Linked DNA regions of Rattus norvegicus: region 2 is linked to region 1. The links are chromatin contacts, called in public Hi-C maps. All regions are on one chromosome and are shown on one strand. The core of a region is the stretch at or near the end of the contact, and the rest is flanking DNA. Distances in the headings are between cores, read along the strand shown. Region 1 holds the start of Efnb2 (ephrin B2). Region 2 has its middle 400 kb from the start of Efnb2.

Region 1 (5,886 bases), core at 132-2,631:
GCCACTTCTCTGACTGATAGTCGTCCGGGTCAGCCCTAACTTCCCGGCCACTGTGGGGTCGCGGGGTCTCTCGGGAGCTAGTGAAGAAAAATCCACTCAGACTTTGGCAGTGGAGCTTTGGAGGCGCTGTTCTTGCGGAGAGAGGACCGGAAAGGGAGCGGGCGCACGGAGATAGGCCCGGGGCGCACGGAGTTGGAGCGCGGGGTCGGGATGGGCGGCAGACGGGCTCTCACTGCCTGTGGGCAGCTAAGGCTCGCAGCCTCGCGGGAGTCTTTTTTGACTTGCGTCAGGCCGGGCTGGATCACTTGGTGCCAGAATCAAGCTAGAAGACCCTCAACTGGAGGCGCAAAGGAATCCGCGAAGGACTAGGGCGCCGTACGCGCGGGGGGCGGCGGGGAGCGAGCGCCGCACGGCGGAACGCTGCGTTCGCCAGGTCTCGCTCTGTCTTAACGAGGGCACTCGCCAGCCCAGGCACTTGCAGGTCGAGGCCACCCTGCCGTCGCGAGTGGCTAAGAGGCGGCCAACCCTGTGCCCTGCGCCTCACGGGGCCACTAGTGCGAGGTCCCCGGCGCCCTACGTGGCTGGTCCCGGGGGCGGGGCTCACCTGTCAGGGGCGCCGTACCTCTGGGCGCCCAGTGTCGGATAGGGGCGGCAGACGGACGGGAGTGCTGTCCAATCAGCGCGTGCTCGCGGCGCGGCGAGCCAATGGACTGCATGCGACTGGGCGGGGCCCCGCGTTTATAGTGCTCTGACAGCGCGCTGGGCGCGCTGACTCTCCGCGGCGGGGACTGAGGCACCGGTCGGATCGCGGAGCTGCGCGCTGAGCGGGTCCTGGCGCCCTCCCCGCACACAAAGGCCCGCGCGCGTCAGACGCCTGCGGGGGTCCCAGTGCTCTCCTGACTGCTTAGCGGCGGCGAGTTGCGAGGATTCAGGAGGCGCCCTTTCTCTCTGCGCTCCAGGACATGGAACCGCGCCGACGAGGCGCTCGCTTGCCCGGGCCGCTGCCCGCTGTCCTGGATCTATAGTCAGGCGGCCCCTCTCGGGGAGCAGCACCCGCCACCTCACACCGACTGGTCTCTCCGCTGCGGGCCTTTGTCCCGGCCCAGTGCCCTCGCCGCGCCCGCCCTCCGCGGCTGGCCCGGCACCCTGGAGCCGCACGGGAGCCGGCTGTCCCAGCTGCGTCCGGCGCGGCGCCCCGGAGCCCCGAGTCCGCCGAGCCGCCGCGCCCCGCGCGTTCGACCCCACCCCGCGCGCTGAGGGCAGCGCAGGGTGAGCGCACCTGGCCTCGGCGACCGCGGGAGCGGCGCGTCCGCCGGGGAGGATTGGTGGTCGCGACCGGCGGCCGGTCCCATCGCGCCCCGGAGTACGCAGAACTGGGAGCGGTTTGGCCATGGCCATGGCCCGGTCCAGGAGGGACTCTGTGTGGAAGTACTGTTGGGGACTTTTGATGGTTTTGTGCAGAACTGCGATCTCCAGATCGATAGTTTTAGAGCCTATCTACTGGAATTCCTCGAACTCCAAGTAAGTGGCGTCCATGATCCTTCCCTCTTCCGCGGTGCCCTCGGCCGGCGCCCCGTGGGTACGCCGTATGGTCGGGGCGGGAGGAGGCCCTGGAGCCTGTTTCTAGAACCTGGGGCTCCTGTCCCCCACCCCCCACCCTTCCACATTTCTCTAGGTGAGGACCGGCTGAGCTAGAGAGCGCGGGTTCCAAGGGTACTCTTTTTGGGGCTCCAACCTCAAGTGCTCTAGGGGTTCCAAAGCCCTGGCGACTCGGTGGCATGTCCGGAAAGGTGTCTGATGGCGTTACCCGGCCCTCCCTTCTTTTTCGAGGACGGAGAACGTTGCCACTAACCGGGCTACAGACACACACTGGCGGGCTACAGGGACTGGAGAGATGCTGCGCTTGCGAGGAGCGCGGGAGCCACGGGTCGGGGCCCAGCGAGAAGGCGACAAGAACTGAGGGTCTGGGGTAGTGGAGAGTCCCTTTGAAGTAGGGACGCTGGGCCCGGGGCGTCCCTGAGCCCGGGTGCCTCGGCGCCCTTTCCCTAGCCCAAATGTGTGCGGGGAGCTCGATGGCTCGGCCGTAAACTCCGGCGGCGAGCCCTCTGCATGTCGGCCTCTCTTTTCGCGTCCCAACTGGTGGTCTAGCTCCCGTGCGGCGCGGTCCGCTTGGGTGGCTTAATTTTAACGACGCCTTCAGGGCCCTACCCAGTCAACGCTGCAGCCTTTGCACTTGGGGGATCGGGAGTCCCTTGTTCATACTTGCTTTTAGCAAAGCTCACAGTCGGGAGAAAACCAGGCCTGAGTAACTTTCAGGTCTGGGCTCCCAGGGTGCGCTCCGCGTTTCGAAAATGCTAGCCATCCCTTGGTATATGCAGCCATGGCCCCAGTAACCGCGCCTGGGTGCTGCCTCTTATCTCATTTTCCAACCATCGCCAGAAAGTGCTGTGCGGAATTCTGGACTCAGCCCTAGGAGAGCGTGGAGACCCGGCTGTCTCCTAGCCGGACTCAGACCTTTCAGATTAGAAGCAAAATCAATGGCCTAATTGAAGTTGAGCGTGTGGTGCACGGCTTCAGAGTAGAGGTGAACGAATTGTTTTTTTCTTTTTCTTTTTCTTTTTTTTTTTTTAATTACCCCATAAGCAAAGAATTGTACCTACTCTCTTGAAAGTGGTAAATTTTAAATTCACCAACATAACTGACCAAACATGTTTCCCCAAGAAGGAGCAAAAAATAATCTACAGTTGTAAATGACCCAAAACGTTTTTTTGCGTGCTGCCAGGAGGCCCTTGTTTTAAAGTTACTGAGGCCCCCTCTAGTGTAGTCTTCATCTGTTAAATAATTTTGTTTTGTTTTGTTTTGTTTTTTAAAGCGAGGTGTTTGCATTTGCTCTCCTGGCGTGGTATCTTTGCAGCCACACGGGATCTACAGGCACCTGGTGGTGCCAGAAGGCGCCTGGCTGGGATCTGAGCGCTGCAGCCTTCTTCACTCAGACTGGGGCCCTGGTGGTGGCTGCTGCTGACGCTCGCCGTGCCTACAGAGGTCACCCTTCCCTGCCGAATGTTAGCTGTGGGCGCGCCCATCCCCCCCCCCTCCCTTCCCCGGGCTGCCTGTTTTCTCCACTTTGCACTTTCACTCACAGCCTCTTTTGGAGAGGCTGAGTCTTTCCCCCCCCCCTCCGGTTCGGATTTAATATTTATATTTAAATCTAGTTTAAAGAAGTTCCACTGAAGCCCTTCCGAGCAACATAACCGTCTTTTGCGCTCCTAGTGACCACTATACTTGGGTGTGCCGCCGGAAGGATTAGAAATAACGAGTTGTTTAAACCCCACCACCGAGCACACCTAGCACCTGGAGAATAATGTCTTCGATTTGAAACGTGTTAAGGGAGGGAGTGGTGACTTAATTTACATTTACTATTTGATCTTCAACAGTATAGTTTTCCGAGCTGTGGCCACAGATGTATAGAGAGCTGCTAGGGCCCTGGGTATTGGAGGGGCAGGACCGTGCAATTGGTGTGATTACTCCCTGGCCTCCACAATAAAGTGTCTTGGAATTTTCCTGAGGATGGCTGGAAGTCTTTGGAAAGCCTGTGTGGCTGAATGCTGTCTGTGAGATCAGAAAGACGTCTTCCTAGGAAGAGTAATACAAAAGGGCCTTTTAGTATTTAGTGCCTGGCATGGCCTCCCTAGTTCACTTTTCCAGAGGAAAGTTTCTGTAGATAAAATGCGGCGGGTAGGTGGGTAATCGGATGCTTGAAAGCTTCACTTCACTTTTCCTGAACTGTGGGACAAGTGGCTTGTCATGAAGCAGGCATTGGTAATTAGATTTGTTTCATTCTGGGGTCAGCCTTTTTAGCAGGTGGTGGACACAGGGAGCACGCAGCAGCTGTGTGCATGTAGAGCCCAGGAAAATCCTTTGTAAACTGGAGTCTCCATAACTACTTTAATCACATTGCCTGCCATCCCGTCCTGGAGAGTTTATGTAATAATCAGAAGTTCTGTGTACTCAAAGATTATGCGGCTGCCCTGTCAGATTAGTCACATTGTATCTGAAGATGCTGGTGCCGCTTAGGTCAGTTTTCAACTGTTTTTAAGTTCTGGAAAGAGGAGCAACGCCTGGTAACCATTTCTAATTAACATTTCGGTAGAATACCCTCTCCAGAGTGGTGCCTGCCTGTTGTTGTTTTGGTGAGTAATAGTTTCACTTAGGATTAGCAACTCTACACTGACATAGTATTCTGAAATAAGTTACACCCTGGAAGACTTCCTTCCAGTATAAATTTATGTCTGGGGTTTTTATTCTATAGGCATTACATACGAGTTAATTTACAAAGCACCCTGCTTTTCCCTTGTAATGTTTTTCCACACATAATACTGAATTCCTGAAATTGACTGAGTTGATACAAAAGAATGGCTGGATAGTATCCAGATAACCTAAAACACAGGCCTCTCCCTAGTCAGGCTCTGAATAAATACGGGCCTGTCAGGTTGATAAACTAAACTACAATGGATAGCACTGTTTGAATAACCGGTCAATAACATATATATGCCAGCCTACCTTCCATTGTGTCTGAAATTTCTATTTTTGTAGATAAACAAATGCAGATTCAGCCTTGATTGAATAGCCCCTTGAACCGTGCTCCACAGTTTGCATTTGGGCCAGTCTTGCTGGTTTTAATAGAGAGGGGGGTTGGGGGAGAAGCAAACCACAAGGCACCGGGGTTGGAATGGCTACCGCTCACATGCACAGTCCTCACGCTTTGTCAGGATGATAGACTGTAGGTTGTGCGTTGCCCTTGTTCCACAGCAGAGGCAGGCAGAACACAAAGACAAACGTGGGTGCCTTTTCTGATGAGAATCTGAGAGCCATGCGTCCCGGGACTGAACTTCTTAACCTCCCGCAATTACAGCTTCCAGCCCCAAAAGGAGGGTTGAGGCTAAGATGATTTGCTGGGCCCTTGGTTCTAAATGGTTGACAAAGCCTAGCTCTTGACACTTGTCCTACTAATGCAAAGAAATGCAAATGACCCCAGTGGTTCTGACTCTGCAGCTAGAGCCTGAAGACAGGTGAATTAACCATCCCCAGGGACCACCTAAAAAGACCTTGTGTTGGAATGGGTTCCAGTCTGCTGGAGAACTGGCGGGCTTATTAGCTTTTCCCAGAACCTCTTCCCACTTACTAAGACGAATCCTGTTGGCAGGTCCACAGGATAACCTCCTTCAGACCTGCAGTGTGGGCACCGGAGTAACTAAATCCTTGTTATCTAATCTTCGACTGAAATATTTTGGGTCGCTCCGGGGAGCTTAGTCTGTTGAAGCCGCATTTCAGAAGGCATTCACGGAATGGGAGACTATTCCAGATCCAAGCATGACTGAAGGACATCGTCATAGAAGTGGGAGTGGCGGGGAACAGCAGACCCCCCTGGGGAAAAGAATTGCTTTAAGGAATGATATTTCTTTGACATTCTAATGAAAACTTTATTCTTAAGATATATAATTACAGATTGGACATTTAAGAAGCCCCCATCTCCAAAAGAGATGATTGAAATGTCTCTAGTGACTGCCTTCCTTTGCTGAGTAAAGAATCCTGTTTTTCAGGTCACTTACACTTCTGCATAGAGAGAAGTGTTGGGTTGTTTAAAATATTTTGGTTAAAATATGCAGATCCCGTAGAACTATAAGCTTCTGGAGAGGAGTGAGCTCTTTCTCTAGGTAGGTTCCCCTCCCACCCCACCCCCTATAAAGGGGTGGATTAGAAGGGGGCTGAAGCCAGGAATAAGAACAGCCCAAAAGGAAGGATAGCAAAGGAGACGTGTTCCGAACCGCCTGGAAGAAAACTCCTGTGGCTTCATTGTCTCTGCAGTGCTGAAGAATACAAAAGCAG
Region 2 (6,401 bases), core at 675-3,174, 400 kb after region 1:
CTAAGGAAATTCACAATTTAAACTGACCTCCCATTTGCAGACTCAAAAAACAAAAAGGGAAGTGGCTGAGAAGACACCCTGGTGAGTGCAGGTATTGGAAGTCAGCCTAGGCTATACATTTCCCTGTTTTCCTTAGCTTGGGTTACATCCCAGCTTTTTTTTTTCTTTCTTTCTTTCTTTTGAATGCCCTTTTAGTTAAATGAGCTTCTTTGCCTTTCTTCCAGGCTTCATGCTTCTGTAATCAGTAATCACACATTCTATTCCTATTTTATATAATTTCACAGTGAAAGACAAACTTTTCCATTATCTCCTAATCGCCTATCTTGTCCTGTATCACAATACTTGCTTTGTGTTGCAAAGCATTAGTGAAACTGGTTGAGCTGGTTTCCTTGTGGCTAAAACTGAGGTAGCTTACAAATGGAATTTCAGAGATTTATTTTCACATGTGAGAAAGTTTGTTACATAACCCAGTAGTACAGTAAATACAGGGCCAGCTAGGAACAGCAAACATTTAAAAAGTCTCTTTCTTTCTTTTCCTTTCTTTCTTTCTTTCTCTTTCTTTCTTTCTTTCTTTCTTTCTTTCTTTCTTTCTTTCTTTCTTTCTTTCTCCTTTCTTTCTTTTTTCTTTCTTTTTTCTTTCTTTTTTCTTTCTCTTTCCTTCCTTCCTTCCTTTTTTCTTTCTCTCTTTTTTAGTATCCAAGAGCATGAAATTGTGAAAACAGAAGTTCAGCCAGTGAGATTACTCAGCAGGTAAAAGCACAAGCCTGGGAACTGAACACAGTCTGTGGAAGGAGTGAAGATTCTCCAGGATCTCTCTTTCTTTCTCTCTCTCTCTCTCTCTCTCTCTCTCTCTCTCTCTCTCTCTCTGTTTCTCTCTCTCACACACACACACATATACACACACATACACACAAATACACATATACAAATTTATGTCCACACGTGTTTGTATGCATGCACACACACTCGCAAGCATATACGTAGCTCCTTTGAAATTTAGTGTATTAAATTTCTAAATGCGGAAAGAAGTTAGTTTGTTTTTTTAATGGTCCCAATTAGAATGACATTTCATTTCACCGTGCCTCCTTTTACGTCAGAAACTGAGGAAATGCATCTTATCCCATGAAGCTCTAGTGCTTTGAAGTGACAGTTTTTTGATGAAAATGGAATAGATAAAATGTAGACATTTAAGGCAAGATTCCTTGCTTCCTTTTACCCTAAAATAACATTTGGTCAGCACCATGAAATGCTGTAGATCCCTGCACACGTTCCATCAACAGCACAAATGCTGTACACCTTTGCGTATATCAGCTCAATCCCATGAACGCTGTATGCCTCTGCACACGAGCCTTTCTCAGAAACTAGCCCTTCTGGAACATTTGCTTTTCATGTGCTTAAAAACTTAGTTTCTATGCCAAGAATGAAATTCTAGCTCCCAGACATTTGCATATGTAAACACTTTCAAATTTATTTTCCATGCATAGGGGCCACATTCCACCTCTGCTATTCATACGTGCCTTTGTGATTAGTCTTCGAACGTCTCGTTGGTCAGATCTGCAAAACATACAAGTGGAAGTGAAAAGTGTTTGGAGATAAAACAAAATAACAATGTGGATAGTTTTACATCATTAGCCCATGCAATTATGTCTAGCTCTTAAAACAAATTCTTAAAGAAAAAAAATAAAGGAATAAAGGAATTCGTAAATTAAATCTGACCTGCTTTTGGATTTACACACTCAGTTAATCAAGGTGTACTAATATGGCAACAGAGGAGGTGGTGATTGAACTAGAAGATAAAAGACACCCTGGCCTGGTGAGACACAGTGGTTTTCCTTGGTCTCCAGCTGAGAGAAGCCCAGCTAGGTTGGTTCATGTGAGGCTACAGACAGCAAAGGGACTACAGGAAAACAGTGTGAATGTAGATCAGGTTACATCTAACTCACTCTAAGAACCGAGAGGCTAAATGTTCTAACAAGAGTTCAGTAGGATCATACTACCATTTCACATCCCTTCAGAGCTATGTATTTTCCTGAACAGATAACTTACAGAATACTCATTTGGATAGTTATTGGATAAACAAATCACTAGTTATGTGATAACCGGGTTGGAGGGAATCCAAGATGGGGGCACCAAGAGACTCACTGTCTCAGGAAGGCACCACTAGTCTTCATAGATGGTGCCTTCGTGTTGGTCCAGAGTACTGAAGAGGAAAGGGGCTTCTCAGGGCATTAGGGCACTGTTTTGTTTGCTTGTTTGTTTTGTTTTGTTATTTTGTTGTTTGTTTTATGAGCCTCTATTTCTATGGCATAATCACGTTCGAAACATTCTGCTTTTATATTTATTTTTGGACATGTCACGTATAGGTACTGTGTTGACATTTCCCCCTTCCTATTTTTCTCCAACACCTCCTGCATCTTCCTTACCCTTGGAATTCATTGTCTCTTTTTCTTTATATCTTTATTACTATTTTACACACACACACACACACACACAGAGGCATGACACAGAGGCACGGGCACTCCCATTTACTTGTATGTACATGTGTTTAGGGTTGACCTGACCATTTTGTATTTGATAACCAGTTAGGACAGAAGACTGACTCTTTCTTTCTTGGCAGCCATAATTGTCTCTAGCAGTTCATCTAGGGGCGGGGCCTTTTGAGATCTCCCCTAGCCACATGATGTCAACTGAGATCATCTCTATTCAGGTCTTATTGACGTGAACATTTTGTTGAGACCTCATGGATGTAGCTTCCCTGTCACACACAGAGGATGCAGTCTCTCAGCATATGTCCTGGTCCTTTGGCTCTTAGAACTTTTCCACTCTCAATTTCATGATGTACTCAGAGACTCTGTTTCTTAAATGAGACCTTAAAAATTTTATTTAATGTGTGTGTGTGTGGGGGGGGGTCATGCACAGGCCACCGTATTTGTGTGGAGGTAGAGGATGACTTCAGGGAGTCAGTTTCTTCCTTTTAGTGTGGGGATCAAGAGTTGAGCTCAGGTGGTGAGGCAGCTGAGGCAGCTGAGGCAGCAAGTGTTTTATTCTCTGAGTCATGGCTCTAGAGGCTTGACTTACTCTCTTTTTGAAAAGATTTATTTTTACTTGTGTGTATGTATGATGTTTGGCGTGTATTTGTGCCTATGGAGGTCAAAAGAGGGCATCGGATTCTTTGGACCTGGAGTTACAGATGGCTGCGAACCACCAGGTATGGGTGTTGGGACTGAATGAACCTGAATCTTCTAGAACTGAGACAGTTCTTCAACCTCAGGGAGCTCTTTTTTAATACTACCACCTTGTGGGGCAGGATTTTAGTATATGGATATTAGTATTACAGAAACATGGAGACCATACAAATCTATGTGCCATACTCATCTACTTTTCACTCTATTTTACCCCAGTGTATAAGGAGCATGATGGGATAACTAGCCTTTTTCTGCATACGGTAGCGTCTGGTGCTAGAATTTGCTGTCACTCCTAACCTAGTACTTGGGACCAGATAATCTATTGACTGATGACAGAGAAGATTACAGTGGTACTAATGGCATGGTGGTGGCTGCAACAAGCAGATTGCTGTGTAGAAGATAAAGCCGTAATTGTTATTGGAGAGCAATGATGTATTAGACAGAGAAAATGAATTGCAGGCAAGAAAAACTGCTAAGACATTCCTAATGCTCAGAGTGGTGTCTGGAAGAGACGCAATACATTTCAAGGAAACTGAAATTGTTATGCGACATGGGCAGAGAAAGTAAATTGGCATGCTTGGTTTTTTAATACAGGCCCTGAAAATCAATCAGCACCCATTGACACCTGTCAACCCTTTCAAGTTTTCTCATCCTTGGAGTCGGCTCTCTTGCAGGCGTAGTGAGCATTTATTGATTTGGTGTCTTTGAAAATGGAAGCTTAGATTGGTGTGTTTGGGATCAGGGTTGAAAGGCATACGCAATGGTGTGCCTTTTACCATACAAAAGCTCTATATCTCAGGAGGTGCATTTGGCCTCCTCTGGGAGAGACAGACCATGCTGGGTACCTCTTTATTCAACACTGGATTGGTATTATAATGCTATTAGCTGGAACCTGTTCAGTTCCGTAATGCCCAAGACAGTGTTCCAAGAGAATGCTATAGTCTCAGGAGTTAAGCCTTTGCTTGGTAGTTTTGAATGTATGTGTCCCCCTCCTCAAAAGTCATTGCTGAAACTGAATCCTATGTCACCTATTACCTATCACTGATGCTGATAGGTAAGTCCTTTGGAAGCCATACAGGGAAGGAGCTTGTCCCTTTAAAGCCACAGAAAGACCCAGTCTTCATCTCCTCTGGAAGATACATCAATAGAGCCACTAGCTGGAGACAGACAGCTAACCTTTACCATGTGTCCAATCTCTTCTAGCTCTGACCTTTGGTTTTCCAGTCTAGACTACGGGGAACCAATTCCTCTTACTTATGAGTTACTGAACCTATTTTTTTTTTTATGGCAGCAAGAATAGACTAAACTATTGAATAGTAACTGTCACATCCCTCATTCTTACTGAGGTGTGATGGGGTCTTGGGGATTGAAGGGAGAGCTCTTACTAACATCCCTCCCACTGTTACACAGCTGTTCACAGTTGGTAGAATCACTCATACTTTATAAAATAAGAACACAATTTCCAGCAAGACCCATCAGTTCACCTAAGCCTGTGCCACATGGTATTCACATCCAGACAAGCCTCTGAGGCTGGTTCCCATTGCTAAGAAGGAGGCACATTTTATGGCATTGACACAAGGCTGGGCAGTTATAGACACTCGTTTCTGGATGTTTCTTTATGTTCCTATGAGCTTCAGTGAGCTACTTAGGAGTGTCAGCTGGGTTCAGCCACTCAGCAGCCAGCTGAGAGACCAGGGATCCTTGATTCCTCCAACGACCATTATTCACAGGCTCACTTAGAGACCCTGCTAGGTTCACTTATATCTAGAGAATGTGGTGGCAAACTAAGGGTAGACCAATTTGTTATCAGGGAATTGTTGAGACAAAAGGGCATCGCAGGCTCAAAGCAGCAAGTTCTGAGCAAAGGGTTTCTGCTGTTTATCTGCTGTTCTGTCCATTTGTCAAGCGCTTTGTCCACAGCCTGTGATTTCTGAAGATAGCCCGGGAACCGCTGTAAAATGCTTGGAAGCCGGAGATAAAAGGGTGGTGTGGGAACTGATAGGGCAGGTGCTGCCTGTAAGTTATTAACACTTCTATTCCTGGGGCTGATGTCCTTCCCTGATGTTTTAGGGACATCACTCTTGTCCTATTAGCTCCTGAATGGTGTTTACTATAGATTGATATACTAGTTATTAAGTTTTTACTGGCACATAAAAATTCCCGTTTACTCAAGAGAGAAACAGTATATAAATCAGAAGTGAATAAAATAATAATTTTAGTGGATATAATTTATTAGTATTATGTTTTTAATTAAGTTGTTCAGAATAATGAATATGCGCTTCACCCGTGGCTCTACCTGACAGATATATTGGTTAATGTTTCCTCACCTTGCATGGTGCTCGATAAATGTCAGCAGTACGGTGAACCTTGTTATTTCTCTGTCTAGAACAAAATAAGATTATGTATAAAAGGATTTTATTTAAGTTTACCTGTTGGTGGCAACAGCGCACATTAGCATTTGCTGCATGGCTTGTAGTTGGGTCCTATGAACTAATGAACTAATTCTAAGTACAGTAAGAACCACTCCTTCTAAGTGTGTATATACATGCATGGCTTGGTACACATTGATAATTGATACACTCAGGAGACCTCTGTCATGACAGATTCACAAAGCACTGTATTTTCCTTATCCTAAAGCGTTTCATCTAAAGGACTTACCAGTGTGCTGGCCTTTCTGGAAGTCTTTATTTTCTTGTAATTTTTGTTGTCGTTGCTGTTGTTTTAAAAATTTGTTTGTTTATTAGACAAGGTCTCATGGAGACCAGGCTGGTATGTAGCCCATCCGTGGATGTGTTCCCTCTACCTCCTGGATACTGACATTACAGGATCAGTTTATGGGATCCCAGAGAATTGAACTCACGATAGGAGATCACTCTACTAATTGAGCTATCCCAGAGCCTGAACAATTTTGTATATGTAGAAGAATTGTACAGCACAATCTGGTAATTGTCATTGCTCTCCAATAAATAGGATTACTTTGTTCATATATGTGTGCATGTAGGTGTAAAATGTACATATCTATATGATGTGTGTAATATAATAATCTATACACACATCTAATATAATAATACATGTATATATGTACATGTATATGTGTGTGTATATGTGTATATGTGTGTGTGTGTGTGTAAGTGCCTTTTTATAGGACTGACAAACGGGGCCCAGCAAGACTGAGTCCACACAAGTGCCTAAAGGCCATAGAGTCTGTTGTAGAGC

Evidence for each region. A called contact is a pair of places that touch in the nucleus more often than the background predicts.
Region 2: a contact with region 1 is called in a Hi-C map of the A7r5 cell line, with 6 times the contacts expected there. The contact joins the enhancer-like site here to the promoter of Efnb2 in region 1. A contact is called at or near these places in 3 of 12 Hi-C or Micro-C datasets (the A7r5 cell line, the Rat2 cell line and mammary epithelial cells).

The regions. Positions count from the first base shown.
Region 1 is chr16:87,483,834-87,489,719 of GRCr8, forward strand. Efnb2 (ephrin B2) reads left to right here and starts at 1,382. Exons shown (of 5, transcript NM_001107328.2): 1 at 1,382-1,521. The coding sequence starts at 1,391.
Region 2 is chr16:87,879,392-87,885,792 of GRCr8, forward strand. No RefSeq gene overlaps it. Among named protein-coding and RNA genes, the nearest start is that of Efnb2, 400 kb to the left of the region's middle. Within about 2 kb of position 1,925, at least 3 of the 93 cell types and tissues checked have an H3K27ac peak or open chromatin away from gene starts, as enhancers often do. A contact at or near this core is called in the A7r5 cell line, where this site is marked.